Linked DNA regions of Mus musculus: all the other regions are linked to region 2. Evidence: chromatin contacts called from public HiChIP or PLAC-seq data. All regions are on one chromosome and are shown on one strand. The core of a region is the stretch at or near the end of the contact, and the rest is flanking DNA. Distances in the headings are between cores, read along the strand shown.

Evidence for each region. HiChIP or PLAC-seq counts read pairs in DNA pulled down with a chosen protein or histone mark.
Region 1: an H3K27ac HiChIP or PLAC-seq map of extraembryonic endoderm stem cells shows a contact between it and region 2. The contact joins two enhancer-like sites. A contact is called at or near these places in 1 of 484 Hi-C or Micro-C datasets (nephron progenitors), 3 of 115 datasets of contacts at active chromatin or transcription factors (embryonic stem cells, extraembryonic endoderm stem cells and pancreatic cancer cells) and 2 of 9 other capture datasets (adipose tissue and pancreatic islet).
Region 3: a contact with region 2 is called in an H3K27ac HiChIP or PLAC-seq map of trophoblast stem cells, with 10 read pairs. The contact joins two enhancer-like sites. A contact is called at or near these places in 2 of 115 datasets of contacts at active chromatin or transcription factors (pancreatic cancer cells and trophoblast stem cells) and 1 of 9 other capture datasets (liver).

What each region holds. Positions count from the first base shown.
Region 1 is chr2:35,593,838-35,597,539 of GRCm38.p6, reverse strand. It overlaps a transcript of Dab2ip not described here. Among named protein-coding and RNA genes, the nearest start is that of Dab2ip, 26 kb to the left of the region's middle. Within about 2 kb of position 1,624, at least 26 of the 459 cell types and tissues checked have an H3K27ac peak or open chromatin away from gene starts, as enhancers often do. A contact at or near this core is called in extraembryonic endoderm stem cells and pancreatic cancer cells, where this site is marked.
Region 2 is chr2:35,430,836-35,434,406 of GRCm38.p6, reverse strand. It overlaps Ggta1 (glycoprotein galactosyltransferase alpha 1, 3), which reads left to right. Exons shown (of 8, transcript NM_001145821.2): 2 at 1,775-1,893. Among named protein-coding and RNA genes, the nearest start is that of Ggta1, 29 kb to the left of the region's middle. Within about 2 kb of position 2,161, at least 96 of the 459 cell types and tissues checked have an H3K27ac peak or open chromatin away from gene starts, as enhancers often do. A contact at or near this core is called in extraembryonic endoderm stem cells, pancreatic cancer cells and trophoblast stem cells, where this site is marked.
Region 3 is chr2:35,228,801-35,232,246 of GRCm38.p6, reverse strand. All of the region lies in intron 2 of Gm13605 (a long non-coding RNA gene), which reads right to left. Among named protein-coding and RNA genes, the nearest start is that of Gm52553, 4.5 kb to the right of the region's middle. Within about 2 kb of position 1,851, at least 59 of the 459 cell types and tissues checked have an H3K27ac peak or open chromatin away from gene starts, as enhancers often do. A contact at or near this core is called in pancreatic cancer cells and trophoblast stem cells, where this site is marked.

The DNA of each region.
Region 1 (3,702 bases), core at 375-2,874, 160 kb before region 2:
CCTTCCAGATGAGGGCTGGAGAATAAGAAGAGAGCACCAGAGTAGGCCCTCTGTGTGAGGAGATAGAGCCGACAGGTGTCTGAGAGGCTAATGGGAGCAGTGGCTCCAAAAGCAAGAAGCACCAGGAGCCATGTGGGTACTCAGCCTGCAGAGGCTGCCTAGCAAAAATGGCGGATACCACGAAGGTGGTAGTAAGGACCTGAGACATATTAGCCAGCTACAGATGCGTCCAAGAAGCCAAGAGGCTGCTACTGTCATCCCATCTTACAGATGGGCAAGTCAGCAAAGAGCATCAAACTCAGCTGAGCCCACAGACCCATTTAAACACCTTGGAATGGTGCTGCGGGTGGGGAAGGGTGGCCAGCGTTTGCTACCTGGTCTGTTAGGTCTCCTAGGGGGCAGAGGTGACCAGGCAGAGAGTGACAGCCAGGCCTCCAGCTGGGCAGGGTAGGAGGGAGGGGAGTCTGGCCCAGGATCCAGCAACTTCCTCTAGCAGCTGGCCCAAGAAGCCAAAATAGGAGCCTGCCATCTGAGCAGAAGGGTCTGGAAGGCTGCGACGAAGGGTGGGCGGGAAGGACCTTTAGTTTTTGTTCAAAACAATGACCAGCCAAAGGATTTGGTGTCTACAATATTTGACTGTGCTAAATTTGGCACACAGGGTGGGGCAGGCACAGTACATAGAGCCCTGCTAACTTTGATTTCACATTCTGGTCCCCTGTTTAGCTCCTTCTAGCTGCACTCCTACACAACAGGGACCTGTCATGGGAGAAAATCAAGTTACTTCAAACCCACAAAGGTTTAGAGGTCAATAAGATAACCATCCATTATCCTATTAGGACTTCACACCTAAGCCAGAAAAGGCTCAGTTTAAAATCAAGGAATTTAATCACTATTTCAGAAACCAAGGATGAATTACCAGAGCTCATAAAGTCATGACCAAGACCACCATGCCACAGGCTACCCAAATGTAAAGACGGGTCAATTCTTAGCAAACCCTTGCTAAGAAAAAGAGAAAGGGGAAACAAACAAACTAACAACAACAACAAAAATGCCTCAGTTTCTTGCAAAAGCGTGGCCTTGTGTGATCCAGCAGGAAAGTCTGTAGATCTGAGCCACAATAGCATCAGCATTTAGTAGACACTCAGTGGACACAAGCTGGCGGTGTCATCCCAGACAGCACCTCTGTCCTGTCACAGCCTGAGGACTCAGAGGTACCCCTGGCCTCCTCAGAATGGCAGGGCCACTCCTTTGGGAAGCCATCCACCATCAGTTAGCACTGAGGGTCATTTCTCTCTCTTTACAAACAGAGCCCACTGTATAAGCCCTGATGGGATAAAGCTCACTACACAAACTGAGCTGGGCTTGAACTTGCAGTGATCCTCCTGCCTCTGCCTCCCAAGTGCCAGGAATATGGGCACGCACCATCCTGCCAGGCAGATTATTTCCTGAATCTGGAGAAAGACAGGATTTGGTCAGTGGGCTTCCGGGCACCGATGGTTAGACTCAGAATCGGTCTACATTATTTAGTTTTGACTCAACTGTTTTCAGCCCTTACAAGCACGTCCCCACCCCCTGGTGCTGGGGGTGGAGTTCAGGTCTCTGGCACGCTGTTAGTAAACACCTTTCCCCACTGAGCTGCATTCCTGAGCCTGCTTAAAAGCACTTGTAAGATAGCACAGTTCAGACAGGACTCAGCTAGATGCACCCACAACCAAAAACAAAACAAAACAAAACAAAAGGCCTCTGCCAGAGCAGCAAGTGCTCTTAACTACTAAGCCATTGCTCCAACTCCAGATCTAATCACTATTCTGAATGTGTTTCTGGGCCTCCTGTATTTGTCCCCTTCCTGCTAGGTTTGGTACCTTCCCTCCCCAGCTTAATGGAGAAACAGAGCTGGGAGAAGGTGAAAGCAAGATGAGAGAGGCAGTGAGGCAGTGAAGCAGTGAGGCAGGCAGGCAGGCAGGCAGGCAGGCAGGCAGACAGACAGACAGACAGACAGACAGACAGGTGGACGCTGACAAGTCTGGCCAGCTGATCTGAGGGAGGCTTTGGTCTCTAGTGGCAGAAGGCCCTCGTGGACCCCCATGCAAGCACTGAGTTGGACAGCTGAACTGAGTAGTGTCTCAGGGCAACAAAGATTCCCAAGTTCCCAGGGGTCTCTGTGGGTTCAGGAATATCAGTCCAGAAGCTGAATAGACACATACTCAGGTGACTGGGCATGGTGCCAACTTCAGTTGAGAGTCACACAGAGCCAGAGAAACTGCCCCTCCCCAAGCACTGAAGATTACAGGGGCCCTACATCAGGAAACCCAAAGGACTCTTCTGTGCTACAAAAAGGATCCACTTCCTCATGAAAAAAGTAGAGGTGTCCAGCTGGGCATAGTGGCCAACTCCATTAATCCCAGCCCTCAGAAAGCAGAGGCAGGAAGATCTCTGTGCGTTCAAGGCCAGCCTAGTTTACAGAGTGAGTTCCAGAACAGCCACGGCTCTGTAGAGGGACCCTGTCTAAAAAGCAAAAGCAAACAAAAGGGTAGGTATTCCAATGCCATGTCATGCCCAGGCCACAGCCCATGAACAGTCTCTAAGCCACATAAGGGAGGATGCTCTCTGTGAGAAGGAACAGGACCTGTGGGCCTGGGAGCTCCTTTTCCTCAGTGAGCAAGACAGGGAGAAAGAAGAAGACCTCTACAGGAGTCCTTCATGGGACCTTGAGAGGACAGAGTGAGGAGTTTCCACCCCAGCTCTGCCTCCCACATCCGTAACAGCAGTGAAAGCAGGGGTATTCGCTGGGGACAGACTGGAGGGGAACTGCACCCTCCGGCCCTGGCAGAGCTCTCCACTGGCATCAAGCCCTGCACAGCCCCTGTGGAGTCAGATGTACTGGTCAGCCCTCCCCTTCCAAGGAACTGCCATGCCTCCAGCCACAGGTCCAAGGCCAGCGTGTGGGTCTGCCCAGGAACTGAGGTCAGGTTCCCTCCGGAAAGATGCTTTCCTTAAGGCTCTCCTCCCAGGCCTCCTGGGAGACAGATGGAGAGGGCCAAGGCCAGGGTCAGGCCAGAGCCAGTGCCCAGCAGGGATGATCCTGAAGCCCATGGGAGATGACAAGCTGCCTTTCACTCATTGCCCACAGGTGACCTGCCCAGGTCTGCGTAAGAGAGCGCTGTGCAGCCCACATATGAATTCCAGGTCTAAAACAAAACACATTATCCATGGTCTCCATTCTGGCCCCTCTCTCAGCAACTATCAGCAGCAACGCCTTTACCAAGAATGGCTTGCCAGGTGATCCCTGCCTCTGTGGCAGCACTCTCTGTTCGGCAGCACCAAATTACCCAAATCAATTACTCCGAGGAAGAACTCCAGCAGATAGACACTAGAATAAAAATGGCAGGTAATCCCCACAGGCGGGTAATTGGTCCCATGAGAATTTCAAATAATAAAAGCAGAATTGAAAAAAAGGCATTTTCCCCTAGAAAGTCAGCAAGAGAACACGTGTGGATAAACAGACTCCCCCTCCTAGCTGCCTTCCTCTGTAGGGGAACCACCACAAAGTTACCGTGGGCCCATGAGGCTGAGGTGGGGTGAAGTGGGGACAGTTCTAGGGTGCTCAGGCCTGAGGGGACACTCGATTCTCATGTCTTGGGTTCAAGTGGCAGTTCATCTCTGTATTCCAGGTGACCTGAGCCTCTCACTCAGGACAAAAGC
Region 2 (3,571 bases), core at 912-3,411:
GGTTGGGGAGATGGTGTCAGAGTATATCAAGCTTCCACAGGGAGCTTTCTGGAATTTTCCATCCTTAACAATACACATGGAAAAAGCCTGTTAATGAGGCCCACTTGTGTGTTCTAATCAAGCAGACAGGTCTGTGTAACCACCATCCAGACCAGAGCTTGCCACCCCTAAGGAGCCTGCCGTCCCCTCTTGTAACACCATAAGTTAATTTTACTTGTGTAGGACTTTAAGTTGAAGCATATAGCTGATACCCCCTCCCCCACCTTTAAAAAGACAAGGTTGCATGTATCCCAGGTTGGCTCCAAGCTCTCTGTGTACTTAGGCCTGGCCTTGGAACCCTGTCCACCCCTCCCAAGTGTTAGACAGATAGGCCCTGTCATGACATGCCTGACTTAAGAATGTGTCCTCTGGATCAGTCTCCTTTTGCTGAGTACTGAGTGCTGAGGTCCCCTTGTTGATGTGACCTGGCTGCAGCTTGCTGGTTCTCATCGCTACAGAAAGGTTGCCATTGTGGCAATTGGTGGCAACTTCCCGCTTCTGTTGGGTCTTGGTCCAGTGTGGGATGTAGCTGATGCTCATCACTTGGAAATAGACTTGAGAGAATGACTTTGTCTCAGGAATGTGCCCTGTGGGTTGAATGGATGCCATCAGAGAGGATTTCAGCAAGCTATTAGGAAGAACTTCCAGTCCCTGAAGGTTATGGTCAGCTGGCTCCTGCTCTCAGAGGAGGAAGCCGTGAAACTTCCTTCTGAGAACAGGAGGAAGAGGCTCAATTCCAGGCTGCGTGACCTGGGGCCAGGCCTTGACTCCTTCCTGTCTGGCATTGGCCCCTTCCCTGTCGTCTAGGGTTCCCAGACTTCCCGGCAGTGTCCCAGTCACTTGGGGAGGGAATGGGACAGGGGGCCCTGAGTACCATCTCCCTGCTTGAGCCAATGTGTGCCATAGACAGCATTGCCTCTGAGAACAATAGGCTTTTGGAAAAGCACAGCCGATCGCAGGGCGCTTCTGTGCACACAGTGTGCAGGCCTAGTGTGCACACAGCCTGAGTTCCATCCCTCATATCACATAACTGGTTATGGCGCATACCCATCATCTTAGGACTGTTGGGGAGGCAAGATCAGAAGCCCTAGGTTGTCGTTGGCTACACAGTGAGTTCATAGGCTGCTAGGGATCCTATCTCAAAAAGGAAAACAAACAAACAAACAAAGGGTGGGCAGGGTTAAGCCTTGTCCCTCAGGAGCAGGTATGGGTTTCTGAGGCTGTCCCAAGTGCATATGGTAAAGGCTTCTCTATGGAGATTTACACCATTTTCTAAAGTGCAGTGTTCCACATAACTGTGTGGCTTCCAGAGCCAGGCTGTGGAGGAAGAGCTTATCTCAGAACCACATTTTGGCGTCCCATCAAAGTGCCTTGTCCGCTCACCTGCCTCTGCCCCAGGCTGTGTCATACGCATCTCCGGGGAGGCATCACTTGAGAATGAGTGCATCTCACAGGGCTCCCAGTTTTCCCTGGGACTGGGTGATGTGGAGGGTGGTGGCCTCATCGCTTGTGACTCCTGGCCTGGTTTGGTCCTGCAGTTTTTCCTCTGGGTGAGGAAGTCAGAGGACCAACCCAGAGCCCTGATTCTGCCTTGCTGCGTAGACCTGAATCAACAGCCCTGATAAACAGCCCATTTCCCGGGGCTGAGGGAACAAAGCCTGTGGCTGCTGCCGAGGGATCTGTCTGCCCACCCCACCCCTCCTCTTCCTGAAACAGCTGTTTATTCTTTTGACAGGAGTTGGAACCCTGTACCTTCCTTTCCTCTGCTGAGCCCTGCCTCCTTAGGCAGGCCAGAGCTCGACAGAACTCGGTTGCTTTGCTGTTTGCTTTGGAGGGAACACAGCTGACGATGAGGTATGTTTAAAGGATTTGTGTCTCCCAGCCTTGGGTCACTGCGAGCTACTGTTAGGTCACCAAATGGTTCCACCTGAGGGAGGACCCTTGCTCTCTTCCGAAGCTTTCCTTGGTCCCTTCTGTGATTTGTTGTCCTTTCCCTTTTGTTTCTGAAACAGGGGCTGGTGGAATGCTGGCTGGGGACTTTGGTATTCTGCTTCTCTTGGCAGCCCCCGGGGCTATGCCAGTCAAGGCTGCAGCCTGGAGTTCTCTGTGTGGGGTTTGGGTTGGCGGGGCTGAGTCTTGGGCAGGGCGCGGTGGGAGGGTGCTGAGTCTTCTCTGCTCTGGGCTGTCTCGTACATGTCCGTTGGCTGGCTGTTCCTGGGAGGTATCACTTGAGATTGATTGCATTCCACATGACACTGCTCCCAGGGACAGCCCGGCACTCCCCTAGCAGCTCTGCTGTAGAAAATGCTTTGATGGTGGTTCCTGGGGGCAGCCAGGAAAAACTGTAGTTGGATCCTAACGTTAGACTTCCTAAAGGAGACTGAAGTAGAGGTGGTGAGGCAGGTGTACTTCAGAACAGGTTGTACTGCCCATGGTGGTGTGTGATGGCTGTGTCTGTAGATTTAGTCAGAGTCCTGGCTCTCACTTTCCTGTATCTGTGTTTATTCTGACCCTAATAGTATTAATATTTTCTCTGTGTGTGTGTACATATGTGTACTTATGGGCATAGAGGCCAGAAGAGGGCATTGGATCCCTGGGGCTGGCACTATAGGTAGTTAAGAGCCACTTGGTGTGGGTTTTAGGAACCAAGCTGTAGTCTCTCTGTAGAAGCAGAAAGCCTTCTTCCCACTGAGCCATCTCTCCAGCCCCAACTCCGATTCCAACCTTCTTAATGAAAACATGACTGAAAGCTAGTTTTTCTTTCTTTTTCCCCATCCATTGTATCATGTTTCTCCCCATGGGGAATTTTATAATAAAATGGTCTCCCCTTATTCCAACACTGCCCCACTGCCCAAAACGAGACCTAGAGGTAGACACTGTGACCTAAGATCATTGCTTCTGAACATGTTCAGCAACCTCGTGCCAGCCACCTCTTCACTCAAGTGTGGTCTCGGCCAGAAAACAGAGCCATGGGCACCACGATGGCCATTGGTGAGTGTGAGGCGGATAGGACATACAAGTGAGGACAGTCAACACCAAGCACACCAGGAGATCCCTGCTAATGGCAGAAAAGTGATTGAGTCAGGCCCCCCAGTTCATCTGAGGAGAAGCTGACCCTACCTAGTGTTTGGGCTCTTTGGGGGTGGGGGTGGTGTGTGGGGAGGCAACAGTCACAACAACAAGGCAATCCTGAGTAGCACAAAGAGATCTGAGTCTTCCCATGATGGTTGGCAGGGCCTTCGGGGGCCAACTCCTGGGATGAAATCCCAGCCCCAGAGCTGTCTGCTGTGCACACAGGTAAGCTGATTAACCCGACGAGCCTGTTTCCATGTATGCACAAATGGGATTAATAGAGTTACATCCCAGGACCATTGTAGCGGAACTGAAAGACAGCTGGAGAATGCTTCAGCCTGGGCCTGGCTCAGGACGGAAGCAGGTATGGAGCTGACTTGATGGGGGACGGGGCACTTTAAGAAAAAGAATTTAAAGTCATAGATACAATATTCCCTAGGGAAGTGAACATGTAGACTGT
Region 3 (3,446 bases), core at 602-3,101, 200 kb after region 2:
AAGTGTTTTTTTTTTTTGTTTGTTTGTTTGTTTTTTTTTTAAGCCTCTGCTTCAGGCTATCACTCACTTGAGGTTTCCCTGAGAGGTGTGTCCTGTGTGTCACAGTAAACTTATTCATTTTCTCTTGTGAATTGGCTTCTGTCACAAGGGCCTGGCTCAACTCCAACCTCCTGAGGGTGGAAAGTTCTTTATCAGCAGTCCATGCACCACAGCTGGGGTGGATGTCACTATGCTAAGGGAAAGTGGCTGGAATAGCAAGCTCCTACTCCCGTGATTCCAAATGCGTGGCTTTTTCAAAAAGGCAATATATCACAGGGCCAGAGATGGAACTAGTGATTGCCAGGGGCTGGGTGAAGGGATGGCTTGACTGGGAGCTATGCTGTGACGAAACTGTTCTCTCTTGATATGGTACATTCCCAGTCACACATTTGTTAAGACTCATATAATTGTACATTAAAATGTTGTTTATTTTTCTCAATATGTATGCATGCGTGCACATATGTGCATGTATGTGCACCATATACATGCAAGTGTCTGACATAATCAGAAGAGGGTATCGGTGTGAGCTGCCTGGTATAGGTGCTAGGAACCGAACCTGAGTCCTCTGCAAGAGCAGTCAGTGCTCTTAACCACTGAGCCACCTCTCCAGCCCAACTGTATTTTACCGTATATAAGTAAAGCCTACCTGTAAAAACAAACAAACAAACAAACAAAGGCACATTCCTATAACCCCAGCCACTTAAAAGGGTGAGAAAACCATGGGGTTCAAAAGTTTGAGGCCAGCCTTGCGACTTAGAGAGACTTAGTTTCAGAGTTAGGGAAAAGGGGGAATGTGGAAGAGGGGAGATGGATGTCCGCACAGCCGCTCAGAGCCGTATGGTAGAGTACTAATTTAATATGAGGCCATGGGCTCAGACTCTAGTACCACCAAAAATGGAAAAAAGAAAGAAAGAGAGGGAGAGCAGAGAGGGGGAGAGAGGGTAAGAAAGGGGAAGGAGGGAAGGGAGGGAGAAACAGAAAGGGGAGGGGACAGAAAGGGGGGAGGGAAGAGGAAACACAGGAGTCTTAGTCAGGCTTTCTATTCCTGCACAAACATCATGACCAAGAAACAGCTGGGGAGGAAAGGGTTTATTCAGCTTATACTTTCCATATTGCTGTTGATCACCAAAGGAAGTCAGGACTGGAACTCAAGCAGGTCAGGAAGCAGGAGCTGATGCAGAGGCCATGGAGGGATGTTCTTTACTGGCTTGCTCAGCCTGCTCTCTTATAGAACCAAGACTACCAGCCCAGAGATGGCCCCACCCACAAGGGGCCTTTCACCCTTGATCACTAATTGAGAAAACGCCTTACAGTTGGATCTCATGGAGGCATTTCCCCAACTGAAGCTCCTTTCTCTGTGATAACTCCAGCCTGTGTCAAGTTGACACACAAAACTAGCCAGTCCAACAGGTACCTTGCTAATTAGTGCCCAAATCCTCTTCTTATCCTAATTAGCAGTCAATACAGATTCCTAAATCCTAGTTCTTAGAATCCATATTACCTAATAAACCCAAAGGGAATATTGCTGGTATGATTTAAGAATGTCAACATGGAAGGGTGTCCTGTAATTGCAGTCTACCCACCCCACCCCCACCCACCTCCACCCCCCTCCACCCCCACCGCGGCGGGATTACAGGTATCCTTAGAAACGGGGGGTGGGGGAGGGGGCAGAGGGAGATTTTATGAAGGAGAAAGCAGTGTGAGGACAGAGCAGAAACATTTGAAGAGTCAGAATTGCCAGACTCGGAGCTAGACAGAGGAAGGAGCCACGTGCTGAGAAATGTTACAAGAGGAATGCTACAAACCACAAAACTTGAAAAATGCATTCCGTTGCTAACCTATCAGAGGGAACACAGACTGGCCAGACTTGAATCATCTGTGTTGTTTTAAACCAAGTTTGTCGGGATTTGTTATGTGTAATAACAAGGGAGTGTACCTTTCCTCTGAAGGAACTGTGCTTTTTAAGGCTAGGCATGATGGGGTCCATGCCTGTAACCCCAGCACTAAGGAGAATCCTCGGGTCAGGGCTAACGTGGGCTTCATGGTGAGTTCAAAGTCAGAGACTCTACCTTTCAAAAGAGAGGTCAACAAAAATGAACAGATACACAGCTTGTCTGTCTTTATTAATTTTTGACTGAATCTCACTACGGAGCCCCGGGTGGCTGGCTCAGCCTCGCCTCTGGATTTAAAGATGGTCACAGCGGTGCCTGCTATTTCTAAGAATGAAGAAAAATTTCCCTTTGAATCCTCCTATCTCAGGTGCCCATTCCTAAACCAAGCACTTTTAAGAGTGATCAGGATTTCTTGCCCTTGTAGAAACCAGACCGTTCTGTCCCGAGCCTCCCAGCCCCAGACCATGAACTGTATCAGGATTATAAGAAGGAAAAAAGGCCCACTTTGAGGCTGGTGATCAACAGCACCTACCTCAAAAGTTATTTTCAGGGAAAAAAAAAATTCTCAATTTAACAAATGTTTTATATGAGTAGAAAAACAACTAAGGGGAGCTGTCAGCTCCAGTTCTCAGATCGGCCTCCTTCTTGAGCTCTCACACAGGAGAGATAGCCCGGCTGAATGCTTGAGTCACCACCATTAAGTGGGGCCCGGGACACAAAGCCATCTTCCAGATAGCCATCCCACTTGCAAGAAAGCACAACCATACAGCGTGTACTATTCATCCTTTAGAGACCTAGTGAAGTTCAGAAACCCTGAAATTCAGGTTAGCCGAAGAATCAATGAATCTTAAGTATTAGGAATTCATCTCGACAGAAGAAAGGACGGGATCCTCCCGAGGGGCTCAGCAAGCAAGAGAGAAAGCAAAACCCGGTGGCTTTCAAACCGGCTGTCATCTGGCCGTCCGCTCAAGCAGATGAAGCAAAGGTTTGTCTTTCCTGCGTTAGCCGGTTCTCTCTGACACATTATCCTACAGTTTCAGAACTGCAAAAGCCCCGAGAGTACTAATAATGCTAATTGCCGTAGATAATAATTTAAGTGGTCATTTACTGAGCATTTACTAGGATCTAGACACTGTGTGCTATCACATTTAGTCTTAAGTCTTCTCAGTGAGGTGCGTGCCAGCACCAGGCATACCTGACAGGTGCTGACACCTAAGGAAAGAGAGGGGCGAGATCTCCAAGGTACTGCTCAACGGACAGTTTGTTTATGTGGGAAAGGCTTTCTTCCTCTGAAAACTCATTAGAAAGAAATGTCATTTTACTATCTCAGGGTTTTCACTCTTTATCCTTACTGCCTCTGAGGAGATTTTTTTTCTATTTATTTGTTTGTTTGGGGTTCTATCCCAGGTCCCTGCACATGCTAAACACACGCTCTTGCCCTGAGCCCACCTTAGCACTCACAGTGGCTCTGTCTCTCCTACAAAGAGAGGCAGAGAAGGAAGCAGACATGAGAAC